Linked DNA regions of Sus scrofa: regions 1 and 2 are each linked to region 3. A link is a contact called in public HiChIP or PLAC-seq data. All regions are on one chromosome and are shown on one strand. The core of a region is the stretch at or near the end of the contact, and the rest is flanking DNA. Distances in the headings are between cores, read along the strand shown.

Evidence for each region. HiChIP or PLAC-seq counts read pairs in DNA pulled down with a chosen protein or histone mark.
Region 1: a contact with region 3 is called in an H3K27ac HiChIP or PLAC-seq map of alveolar macrophages. The contact joins the promoter of HESX1 here to the promoter of FAM208A in region 3. A contact is called at or near these places in 2 of 5 promoter capture datasets (fetal liver and liver), 7 of 47 Hi-C or Micro-C datasets (epiblast stem cells, heart right ventricle, liver and 2 more) and 2 of 2 datasets of contacts at active chromatin or transcription factors (alveolar macrophages and skeletal muscle).
Region 2: a contact with region 3 is called in an H3K27ac HiChIP or PLAC-seq map of alveolar macrophages. The contact joins the promoter of ARF4 here to the promoter of FAM208A in region 3. A contact is called at or near these places in 1 of 5 promoter capture datasets (liver) and 1 of 2 datasets of contacts at active chromatin or transcription factors (alveolar macrophages).

Annotation. Positions count from the first base shown.
Region 1 is chr13:39,086,291-39,090,742 of Sscrofa11.1, reverse strand. HESX1 (homeobox expressed in ES cells 1) reads left to right here and starts at 1,817. Exons shown (of 6, transcript XM_021069007.1): 1 at 1,817-1,898; 2 at 3,089-3,201. APPL1 (adaptor protein, phosphotyrosine interaction, PH domain and leucine zipper containing 1) reads right to left here and starts at 1,586. Exons shown (of 22, transcript NM_001134966.1): 1 at 1,533-1,586. The coding sequence starts at 1,586.
Region 2 is chr13:39,428,469-39,432,823 of Sscrofa11.1, reverse strand. It overlaps ARF4 (ADP ribosylation factor 4), which reads left to right and starts at 2,647. Exons shown (of 6, transcript NM_001048072.2): 1 at 2,647-3,054. The coding sequence starts at 2,988.
Region 3 is chr13:38,554,978-38,559,149 of Sscrofa11.1, reverse strand. It overlaps FAM208A (protein TASOR), which reads left to right and starts at 1,894. Exons shown (of 24, transcript XM_003358482.4): 1 at 1,894-2,520. The coding sequence starts at 1,908.

The DNA of each region.
Region 1 (4,452 bases), core at 568-3,067, 530 kb before region 3:
TGCTTATAAAAGAAGGAAAACACTTAATGCTCAAATTGTAAACTAATTGTGTGAAGAGTTCAAGAAATTAGATGAGTCAAGAGATTACACCCTCCTAAGTCATGGCTAGGGCACTGTGCAACCCATTCTGAGTAGTCTGTAGTCTTTATGAGCTATAAAAACCAGGCCAGGTAAGAGAAAAAAGGCAAGGCAACCTGTTGAGTCTTATAAAATAAAATGACAAAGTGCACCTGACCAATACATCCCATAAAATTTCTGCTAAACATTTGAAACAAATGTAGCTTATAACTTTATACTACAGAAATCATGAAGCATTTGAACCATCTATTCTGGAAGTCAAGAAGTGGGTTTCTCTCTGTCAACATAGGCGGATAAGAGTACATTACCAGCAGTCAACTGGTCTGTGAAGATAACTTTCGCTGTGAAAAAAACAAATCAATTCCACAATCAGAACCCAACTTCAACTTGGCAATCAAAACTAGCACAATATCCATGGCAGACGTATCATACAGGAAAAGGGGGATCTAGTCCCTTCCTCCCCTTCTTTTCGAGTCCTATTAAACTGTCAAAGACTCGAGAAATATGTGCAACTGCAGTTCTAAGGGAACAACATTTCAGAAAATTTTCTTCATTCTAAGTGGTAGCCAAACAGCAACATCATCTTAAACCCCTACTGTGTAAGAGACAGGCCTAGCGATAAGTTTCTCAATGCAAGTTACAGGCCCCACCAACATAACATGTTTTTACTATAGCTGATTTCATTCTTCAGTACCGAAAACATTAAGTAATGGTTATGTTTTCCTAGATTATTTTAAACTACAGCAACCGCACTAGCATCATCCCCAAAGCACAAAACACAGGGCTTTTATTTTGATGAGTTGATTAGGGCCAAGTCTGCAACGAGGGCGCAGCAGTGGTGGAGCCTCAAAGGCGCCGTCCATCACTCGGCGTGCACAGCCCGAGTGACAGCGGCTACACTCACCGCCAAGACACGGCCACGGGAGGCTCTGGGACCCGTGACCGGCTTTGCCCTCTCCACACCGGCAAATCAAGAGTCTTTCAGCATCTCCCCAAGAAAAACTATCCATTTCCTCCCCTAGCTTGGTCAGAAACCATGAAGTCTACAGGGTCTTTTCTGCATTTTCTCCGAGGAGGTTTTCGGGGGAAAATACCAGTATTGAGATTTATCACCTCACAAGACGGCGACAAAAAAGCACCTTCTGTCAAATACAAGGGAGCCCCGAGGGCGTACGTGACCGCCGGGCCCACGAGCCAAGGCGACGGCGGCTCAGTCGCTGCCCGCGGACGTCCCAGACCCCGCGCGCGGCTCTCGGCTTAGGGGCGCAGGCCGAGACGGGCCTCGGGAGGACGGCTCTGGCTCGGCGGCTCCGGGCGCGGCCCGCGACCAGCGGGAACACTGGGGGACGGCGCCCACCTGGACCAGGGCGGGCACCTGCGGCCGCGTAGACGCCAGGCCTGGGGTCGGCCGGCCCCGCTCCTTCCCTCGCCGCCCGCCGCTGCCCGCGCCTTACCTGCGGGCTGTCCTCCAGCGTCTCTTCGATGGGCAGCTTGTCGATCCCCGGCATCGTGGCGGAGGGAGGGAGGGAGGGAGGGCGGCGGCAGGAGACGCGGCGACCGCCCACAGCTCCCTACGCCCGCCTGCCTTCAGCAGCTGACCCCGACCCGCCCTCTCTAGCTGGCTCTGCCGCCCTCGCCTGGCGCCCAGAGGCCTCGCGGCGGTGAGGGAAATCCCGCCCCCTTGGACTGCCTGCCCCACCTCCCCACTCGCTTATTGGTTCGCGGCGATGTCGGTCAGCGTGGGGGGTTGGAGGGAGGCTCCCCCGCGTTGAGCTCTGCGCAGATCACGGGCCTAGGAGACAGTGGAGTCGGTGGAGGCGGTAAAGGCGGCGCTGAGGGGTCGAAAGCGGAGCAGCTTGCACACCTCGAGCACCTACCCTGGCTGCTCGCGTAGGGGTGTGAAGTGTAGTAGACAGTCTTCCCCGTGCGTCCCTAGGAACCTAGAGTGAGGACCACAGTCGGGAACCTAGGGCAGTTTTACGTATCCCCCACCATTTTTCATCAGAGACCATGAAGGAGGCCTCACTGCCGGCGCCTTCTTTAGTTTCCTTAAATTATAATTTTACAAACCCTGCCCCAAGCTTCCAGTCTCCCTTCTCCAACAAAATGGTGCTGGCTAACTCAGATGTCTGGGAGATCTGAAGTTGTGTCAACCTGACTTCCCGGTAATTCTTGGACAGTAGAAAAGATTTTTTTTCTGGGCACTTGGGTATCAGTATTTTCAGTTAAGAGCACGCCTTTGTTGCTAGTTCATCGGTTCTTACCTGGCCTTGAGAGGCTGACACGCCGCAATTCAGACTTTATTTATTTACTTTTTTAATCACAAATGAAGGCATCTCTTGAAAATCAAGGTACACTGGTTTATTATGTTAATAACTGATTCGCATTTCTGTTAAAGTTTTGGAAGAATCTTTAGATCGCTTCTTCAGCCTCTAATTTTTTTAAAGGAGAGAAAAGTGAAGCTCCACTCTAGAACTTGATCTGTATTAGATCTGCCTCTTTATCATTTTTCCCAACCTCACACTGCCTTGTTTGTTCTTCTGTAGGGTTATAAGAAGCCATACAGATTCTTTTAGAAAAATCATTATACAGAGAGAATGGCAAAATCATTAGTGTCTTGTAAATATCTAGCCATTCATCCCACCAATCCATTCCATTTTCATTCAAGAAATATAAAAACTATTGAATAAAGATTAGTTACCTGGTTCCACAAATAAATTAGAACAAATCCAGATAAACGAACAAATCCAAACACAGTAACCAGATTGGAAGTTAAGCAGTTTTAAACTAAAATGTCCCACAATCTCATGATAGAAAAATAAAATCGGGTTTTAAATATTTACCAGGAAGTCTTGCAGTATGGTTTCACAGAGTTATCCTTAGTGTTACAAGCTTTCAATAAGGACTCTCCTTTTACATTTTTTTATCCACTAGTCACCCTCTAGAATAGATGATTAGTTTCTGAAAAGTGGTTTGCTGTCAGTTCTTACACGGTGTTATTGGTTCCCAGCTGCTTGGATATACCCAGCATCGTACCGATCTCAGCAACACAACTCTGCCCTTTGACATTTCTCCTCAGCACAGTGGCATGCATCCTGACTGTAAAGAAGGAAGACTTTGAAGGTAAGAAACATTCTTGGGTGAACTGTGATTAGATTATAAAAGAAGGAGAAGAAAGCTAGTTGCCGTTGATAAGAATCAGGAATAAGTGACAAGTGAAAACAAAGTGTAAGAAAGAAGAGTAGTTATATGGTATAACTGAAGGGGTTTGGCCAGTTAGCTTGGCCAAACCAAATAATTCCAATGAAAAAATTCTCTTAGGTATCTGAATTATCTGGGTGGGGTATTATCACAAAGTTAAATGGTTTCTTGCTTTGTATGTTCCATGCATCTAAGCTGTATCTTTGTAAAGGCTTCTCAGGAGGCCCTTAAATTATCTGGTGGCAAGGAATTCTTGCCAGGCTCAGCTGGTTAAAAAACACAACAAACAAAAACAAATTGACATACAGTTGGTTGGAGAGGCAGTTTAGTCAAATTATAAAGCTAGAAAGGATCTTAAAAGGCTTTCTGTTTGGATCCTCTAGCTTTATGCTACTGTTCACTCTGCTCATCCGGAAAGATGATTATATTTCCTGTTGTAAAACTTCCCTAAAGCTATGGAATTACAGTCTCCTTTGATAACCAATTTAATTTTAATCAGCCTAAGTTCTGTACAATTGACCAAACTCAGTTCCTTTTACACAGGAAATGAGGCTTGTTCAGAGAATGCCTCCAGGCTTACTGGAGACTCATGTGTGGGTAGCATAGTAAAAACTTTGGCCAGCTGGTTAATTTTATGGATGGCAAGGCAGGATTAAACAACATTCACCAAAGAATTCTTTGAGACATTTCACACATATAATTTACAACAAAAGGACATACAGTCTTGTAAATGGTTAATTATTAGTCTCATAAAATTATATTTGATCTTCTTATAGTTAGGTTTTTACATGATACTTCTTGAAATTCTGATCTGCGGTCTATAATAGAAAAGACTCCAACAACCTAAATGACAGTGGTGCTTTACTTTTCAAAATTATCCCCCTAGGTTAGTGGTTACCAGATTTATGTACACGTAAAAGTCATCTAGGGGAGGTTGTTAGAATACAGATTACTGAGCTTAACTGGAAGATTCTGATGCAGTAGGTCAGAGGTAGGGCTAGGAATCCCAAAGATGAGTCCATAGCAGGTCATCCTCAAACCACATGTTGACAGACACTCTCCAGAATGGAAAATAGCCATTTCCCATTCCCAAATAACCTTGCATTTTAGAAAATTTAAAGAGTCGAGTGAACATTTGGGAAGGAGTCTTTGGTTCCAACAGAGGAAGGTGAG
Region 2 (4,355 bases), core at 1,398-3,897, 870 kb before region 3:
CCCTGCCCTTGCTCAGTGGGTTAATGATCTGGCGTTGCCGTGAGCTGTGGTGTAGGTCGCAGACGTGGCTCAGATTCCACGTTGCTGTGGCTCTGGCGTAGGCTGGCAGCTACAGCTCCGATTAGACCCCTAGCCTGGGAACCTCCATATGCTGCGGGAGCAGCCCAAGAAATGGCAAAAAGACAAATAAATAAATAAATAAATAAATAAATAAATAAATAAGTAGTGTATAAATATATTCATCTTATAAAAATAAATATAGCCACACCCACACATGTTCTCAAATGTATGAACAGTTTTATTAATAAAAGCTCAAAACTTCAAATAACCCAAAAAGGGCCATCAATTGAGGAAAGGATAAAAAAGTGGTATATCCATGCAATGGAATATTACTTGACAATGAAAAGAAAAAAGTATTGGTACATGCTATAACATGGATGAATCTCAAAAGCATTTTACTAGGGGAAAGAGGCCACACATGAAATACAGACTACATACTGTATGATTCCATTTACAAGAAATATTGGAAAGGGCAAATCTATAGAGACAACACATTAGTGGTTGGCCAAGGGCTTGAAGTGAAGGAAGAGGATGACTAAAAAGCAGTATGAGAGAACTTTTTGCAGTAATAGAAATGACTAATATGATTATGGTGTTGCCTACACTGTACATTTGTTAAATTCATAAAACTGTACACTTAAAATTCATGAATTTTATTGCATATCAATTATATCTCAATAAAACAGATTTTTAAAAGTTAGATAAATAGATAAAGCCTTTTTTTCCCTCTTTTTTAATAGCTGCACAGGAGGCATATGGAATTTTTTGGGACAAGGATTAAATCTGAGCCATAGCTGTGGAACTATGCAGTGACCTGAGCTGCTACAGTCAGATTCTTAACCCACTGCACCACAGCAGGAACTCCAAAATAAAGCTGTCTTTTGACTACCACTTCCAAACTAGGTTCCCTCACTCTCTGGGAAGGTGCCCTCCTCCCTCCACATAGGCTAGACAGTTACACCACTATCATTATTACAGACTCTCCTTCAAAGCTCTTGTTCTGCATTTACACACACACACACACACACACACACACACACACACGGAAAATCTACATTTTTACCTTTCCTTACAGTACTTAGTCATTATTTGGCCTTTTTCAGTAAATGTATCTTAGCGATCTTTTCATTAGATTTACAGTTCTACATCATCCTAAACTCCTGAGAATACTGCACAGTATGGAGATACTACAGTTTGTTTATCTATCCCACCATCATTCAACCATATTTGAGAGTCATGGTGTGCCAAGTCCATTGCAAACAACACAGAAAAACAAACTAGAGTTTGGCCCGTTTACCGTTTTCACACAAGGGGGTAAAGGGAAGAGGGTTGTCAACAGTAATATTGAATGCGAAATCCTAACTATGAAGAGTGGTTATGATTTTTTAAAGCCTGAGTAATTTATCTAGTTGGAAGCTCAAGAATGTATTTTCCAACGCAGTTAAACTCTAACCAGATCTAAATGGTTGGTGAGGAGGTCCCACTGTGGCACAATGGGATCTGATCCCTGGCCTGGTAACTCCATATGCCTGCTTAGGCCAGCCAAAAAATTACAAAATAATAATAATAATGATAAAAAAAAAGATAGGGAGCATGACTTAATACTAAACGGCACCAACAGTATAGAAGAAACCCATAGGAGGTGGGGAGGTTGCTCTTTTATACATCTTTTTTTGCAAATTGTATACCTTACTTTGGAAAACATTAAGATCTTTTTTTTTTTTCTTTTTTTTTATTTGGAGGGCTGCACGCACAGCATATGCAACTTCCCAGGCTAGGGGTGGAAATGGGAGCTGCAGCCGCGAGCCTCAGCCACAGCCACAGCAACGAACGCTGCAGCTCATGGCAACGCCAGACCACTGAGCAAGGCCAGGGATCCAACCTACATCCTCATGGATACTACCTGAGCTCGTTACAGCTGAGCCACAATGGGAACTTCTAAGATCATAAATATTTTTGAACTGAGGAGTCTTTCCACTTCCTCAACATAAGGGATAAATCTTCCATGCTTGTTCTAGGAAAGATTAAAAAAAAAAAAAGCAAGCCCTTCAAATTGGCTCCTCTTTAAAAGCTGCAATAGTCTACAAAAAAGTCTCGGAGCTCTCCTCTAGACATAGGATTAGGATTAGGTAGCGTCAGTGGGACCTGGCGGCAGGCTTTTAACAACTTATCTTCTGGGAAAACTGGGCCTGTCTTCACTCCTCCATTAGGGCAAGTGTCTGGTCCCGTGGGTGAAATATGTACCTCCGTGGCACCAGGAAATCTTTAGCGCGTTGCGTAGAAAAAGACGCCCAAAGGGCGAAAAGAACGGAGGCTTACTACCTAACCCACAATGCACAGCTCGCCTTTCCGGAATCAAGGAATACAACTTCCAGGATGCATTTCTCTAAACAGAAACGTCTCTCCTCGAGTCTGATTGGAAGTGACGAAGCGAGGCATTGTGGGATTGTATTTGTCGCCCAGTACACAGTGGCTCACAGGCCTCGCCTAGATCCAGGAGCCACGTCCGGGGGCTGACGCTGGCCAGAGGCGCACGTCAGCGAAGACGGCCAATCCCTTTCGTGCGCAGGCGCAGTGGTTCGGGTAGCACCGGAAGCGCAGGGGGATGGGGCGGCGGTGACGCGATTCTGTCCGCGTTGGAGGGGCCGGGCCGCTGCCGAAGTCGCCGCGGCTGCCGCGTGACGTGGCACAGGCGAAGATTTAACGCCAGAGCCGGAGCTGCCCCGCCAGTCGTCGAGCAGGTCCTTGCCCCGCTAATTTCTGTCCCGGGGCTTCGTCCGACACGCCGGCTAGCGAGCTGTCCCTGCCGCGCTCTTTCTGCCTTAGCTCCTCTTCGCCCTCTGACTTTGCCAGGAGCGTGAAAGGAGAAGGCCCGGGGACGCCCCAAGCCCCTTCTGCTCCTGCCCATTGCAAGTGCCATTACCGCCATGGGCCTCACCATCTCCTCCCTCTTCTCCCGCCTCTTCGGCAAGAAGCAGATGCGCATTTTGATGGGTGAGTTAGGGCCTGAGGGATGAGGCCAGGCCTCGGTGGGGCGGCCGGGTCTCTACGCTCTGGGCGGCCTTGGGGCCTGTTTTTTTCTCCCCGTCTGCTGTAGTGGGGGAGGGGTGGGGGTCGGGAAGAATTCTTAAGGGGGAACAATGGGGCGAAGGATGGGCGGTCGCCCCATCTGTCGGGGAGGCTGGAAAGGGGCCGCGGGCAAGGTTTCCTCCTGGGTTTAGTTTTCTCTCGATCCTACTGAAAGCCCGACGGAATTGGGCGGAGATGTGAGGTTAGCGAACTGTCGAATCTCGCAGAGCCCGGAAGATATTGGCGCGGCCCATTCTGAGAATGCGATCTGATTCTGCTCTTCCCCGGGTGTGGGCAGCAGTTTAGCCTTCCTCCTCCCTCTTTCTGCCCCGTGTACACACTTTTCACCCTCCTTTGGTATGTGAGCGAGCGGTCGCCCGGAGCCGGCCGGTGCAGGAAGTGACCAGCCCCAGTACAGTGGCAGGCGAGCGAACACCCAAGGTTTTAGTAGAGTCCGGAGTCCTCTGCGCTCTCTTCGCTAAACTTTGCTTCGCTCTGGATTCTGCTTCACGTTTTTTTGTTTTTGTTTTTGTTTTTTGTTTTTTTCCTATTAATGTTCCTGAAAATTGAGTTTATCATGAATGTTTCTTTTAGCCACGCTCTTTGGTTTACTCTCTTTGATTTTCAGACCACGTAATTTTTGTCCAGCTGGTGAAGATTTAATGGAAAATAAATTAGAAACTAAATTCTTTTAAAGTGCTAACACATTTTCAGTAAGTGAACATAATGACGCTTAATTTTAGGGTCGCCTTGTTAAAGAGTAATTACGAAGGTGTTTTAAAAAATTCTTAGGGAAAACGGGCTTTTTAAAAATTGCTTTTTAGGGTCCGATTTTTGCTCTGCTGAGGGAGAAGGGACTTGTTAGTCGAGTGATGTAAGCAACGTCTTCCCCATAGTACTATGAGTAGTCTCTACATCACCGCTAAGCTTTTTGCACCTGAATAATGCTATAAGGCGCCCCTCTAACTTGTAACATTGAAATCTGTTGGTTTATTAGATTGTTTTCTAGAGAAGTTGGGAGGTTTTACTTGAAAGTTTTCCAAAGCAAAATTCCGTAATATTTCAAGGTATTTGAAGATTGAGGGTATGCACATTTGGTTCTTTTTTCACTTTCCTCTTATTCCTGCTTCAAAATCCATAAAACAAATGTTGATGATTCACTCACAAAGATTAATTCAAAATGTTTACTCTCTCATAGTTTGTCAGACTTCATTTATGAAAATGAC
Region 3 (4,172 bases), core at 645-3,144:
TAACTATTTACTAAAAGGAAATATTGTTTTATAATTATTTTCCTATAATTTACTGAGGTGATTTGAATAGGTTAAGCAAATCATGATTAGCTTTTCCATATTAACTGTTAAAACAGCAATTATATTTATCACAGGACATTATAATCCAACTCTGCTATTGTCCTTGGGAATGCTCTTTAAGTATCAGCCACGTGGCAAGGCATAGAGTTTTATTATAATTATAGGCTTGGTCAGCCAATGCCTTGGGAGACAGCTGGAGTTTGAGAATAGTGGTCTGGGCCCCAATCCTGATTCTTCTGCTTGGAGACTGAGCAAAATATCAATCCTCATTTCACCATCCATAAAATGCTTAAAGGTGCAGAGCTGTTGTGAAGATTGTTCTTAGAAAAGAAGTAGGAAAAAATAATAAAATAGGAGTTCCCGTCGTGGTGCAGCAGAAACAAATCTGACTAGGAACCATGAGGTTGCAGGTTCAATCTCTGGCCTCACTCAGTGGGTTAAGGATCCGGCATTGCCATGAGCTGTGGTGTAGGTTGCAGACGTGGCTCAGATCTGGTGTTGCTCTGGCTGTGGTGTAGGCCAGCAGCTGTAGTTCCAATTAGACCCCTAGCCTGGGAACCTCCATATGCCTCAGGTGTGGCCCTAAAAGGATAAAAGACAAAAAAAAGAAAGAGAGGAATGGAGGGAAAGTACTTTATTTGGAGTTAAATAGATCTGGCCTCAAATTATGATTTTGTTAATTTGTTCAACTCTTGCAACACTTTTTATTTATTTTTTATTTTTACAATATTGTGTTAGTTTCAGGTGTACAGCTTCCCATTCTTTTCCATTATAGGTTATTACCAGATACTGAATGTAGTTCCATGTGCTATGCGGTAAATCCTTGTTTATGCATAGTACTGTGCATCTGTTAATCCCATTCTCCTAATTGCAATACTTATTTTAAGTTGTGCATGATAGTATCTCCCTAATATGTTGTTGTGAGGATTAAATATACGTAATATATGTGAATTGCTTTGTGGGGTGATTAGCATGTAGAAAGAACCCAAGATATACTGTATTCACTGTAAACCAAATAAATAGTAGTTTCAACCCAATTAGCATAAGCTATTTAAAGGTCTTTTACTCGACTGTGAAGAGAAAGCGATCACCTGCTGTGGGTTTTTTTTTTTTTCCGCGTGTTTTTTTAACGTGGCGGCAAACGATTATATTTTTTAGTATACACTATGAGAAAACTGAAACACGAAATCTAAGAGCCAGCAGCACTTCTTTCCTCAAGCTCTGCAGAACCAAATCCTGTTAACATTCAGCTGTGGAAGTCTTATCAAAGGATCCGAGGTATTGACCCTTGCTGGAGGCGTGCCACAGGTTACAACCTAGTAAGATAAAAGGGGGGGGGGACAGGTGGGAGTAATCTGTTGTAAAGATGCAAAATCCGGTAGAACGGCAGGTAGGTGAAGCAGGCCCCCCCGAGGCTTTCAGGCTCTTATCGCTGCAGCCCACTTGCTTATCATTACTCCAGGCCTTTATATGCACGCAAATATTTCACAAAGCCGGGATCGTCCCACAACCATTGCCTCTATTCTCTTTTGGCCAAAGTAAATCCTGCGCGGAGAAACGGGGTAATCTTGCCCAGAAAAAGGCGAAGCCTGCGTCCCCAGGACCTGGCTCTGCGCGCCTCCTTCGCCCTCGCCCTCGCCGGCGGCGCTGGCCAAGCACTGTCCGGGATCGTTCAGCTAGCCGGGAGGCCCATCCACCCCGCAGCGCGCCGGGGCGTCGAGGTACTCTCTGGGCGTTGCGGTTGCCCCTTTTGGCGGGCTCGAGCTTCCTGAGGCTCCGCCCCTGGGCGCCGTCCATCCGCACCCGCGGAGGCGGGCGCCGCGCCCCCATTGGCTGAGGGTTCCGCGATGTCCCCGCCCCCTCCCGGCCCCGACGCCAGCACGTTGAGTGGCGGGGGCCGGCCAAAGAACTGCCCGAGAGAGGAGCGGCTCCGGGGTTTGGGCGGCACGGTTGGGGCGCCCGCTTCGGGGCCCCTGAGAGGCTGCTGGCCCGGGATTGCGGCCCGCGGCCACGGGGGGAAGGGGGTGGGTGGGCTGAGAGCAGCTCGGCGGCGAGGCCGGCCCGCCGCCCCTTCCCCCCACCCCCGTCGACCTTGTCGACAGAAGGTTCCCGGAGCTCCTCACGCCGGCGGGATGGCGACTGCAGCGGAGGCGGAGGCCTCTCCGCCGACGGACGCGAGCTGGGAAAGTGGTGGCGGCGGCGGAGACGACGAGATGAAGCAGGCGCTTCCGGAGCTTGAGTCCACCCCACAAAATGGCGGCGGCGTCAGCATCGCGGAGCCCGGCGGCGGCACCGGGCCTGAGGAGAGCGCGGCTGCTGAGGCCGCCCCGAGCCTCTGCCACGAGCAGCCTCAGGACTCCTCTGAGGCGGGCGCGGCCGCTCTGCCCAAAGGCCCCGAAGAGCCCGAAAGACCTGTTAGGAGGAGTTTTCAGATCCCCAGGAAGAGCAGAGAAAAGAAAGGTGGTGCTTCCCCTCTTCCCCAACCCCTCTCTCTCTCCCCTCCATCTTTTCATTAGAACCTCTCTGTTTCCTTCCCACACCCATCCGAGACACGTAAACACGCATGCAGCGCCGGCCGCCTCTCCCCTCACTGCCACGGCCGCCCAGCAGCTGCGCTTTGGTGCGAGACGAAAGCGGTGGAAACCACGCTCTCCTGCTTCCCCCCTCCCGGTGGAAGTTGGAAGTAGTTCAGGTTTGAAGCGTGTCTATAAGGCTGCAGCTCCCAGAGAGGAAAGATGGTGCTCGGCGCCCCTCCCTCCCAGCCCCTGAAGGCAGAGAAGCCGATGTGTCCTCCTAAGGATGCTTCTGAGAAGTCTCACGGTGGAAATTACCCGTGGCCGTGGAATCTGGGGCTTACTCCAAGGCCACTGCGTTGAGAGGACCACAAGTGCTTCTCCCTGTGGAAATTCTTCAGCTATCTGTCTACTTGAAATTTGCTCGATGTCAGCGTCTTCTCTTGTTTAGAAATCTCCGTTAGATGTGATTCATGCAACACTTATTTTCCATCACACTTCATTTCCATGTAGATTTTTTTTTCTCATTTTTGAGGCGTTAGGGCTTTCTAAATCCAAACTTTAGTATGTTTTTTCTCGAATTTGAGAAAATTGGGAAGGTAGGTAGGTTCTTGGTGCAGTAATTTCCCTCTGGAAAAAAAATAGAGGTTAGCTTATGCCCAAGATTCACCAATTTGATTTTGCAGATGAGAGAACTTAAAAAAAATTTAAAGTCCAGTCTAGTTTTTGGAACCAATGTGGGAAGAGTTACATGAAGTACGTTACCATTTTAAAACTTAATGCCGTATTATGACCCATTTTTTAATGGAAGAAACGACCGTTTTCTGTTAATCGGAATACAATTTTTGATTATCCAGTGATTTGGGATGCTCAGGATTTGGTCAATTTAAAGCTTTTTGTTTTAGAGTTTGGCTCCGTTTTTCATGATTTACTTTGAAAAGTAATAGGAATTTCTTATTTGCAGAAAACGTAATTTGTGCTTTCAATCTTGATAAAGAGTATCTTGAATGAAGCATGTGCTTCCTCTTTCCATGTGCATTACCAGTTCCATTTGCACAACTGAAATTGTTAGCCTTTGTCAGATACACATAAATTCAGATTGTTAATTCTATTTGGATTAACAAAACCAAGGAAATCGCTGGTGTGCGAAACCTTGTTGACAAAGATGAGGTTACTTTTTGTCCGTTAGCATGAGGAATGTTTCTAGAAATATCTTTTAAGTGAGGTAATGTAAAACATTTTAGGGTTCAAGAGGATTCTTGTAAAGGTCGAAGTTATCCATTCTTTTGGTTTATTTAAGATGTATGGTGTAGCCTAAGAGAGGATAGTTAAATCTTAAGCCTAATTTATCAAGTGGTGGAGAATAGATTGGAAATATATTCAGGTGGGCTCTGGTTATAGGGTCACAGTAGGAGGCTGAACATTTTTCATTTTTTTTTTTTCGACTTGATAATAGTTTTGAAGCCCGTTTTTTTAGGGATTTAAGTAAAGCATAAAAGCATGATGTCCTCCTTTTTAACTCTTGATAGGACTAGAAAATTGGTCTAAAAACTCTCCTCATGGTTTGGTTTGATATGAGGGAGGACTCTAGGAAATGTT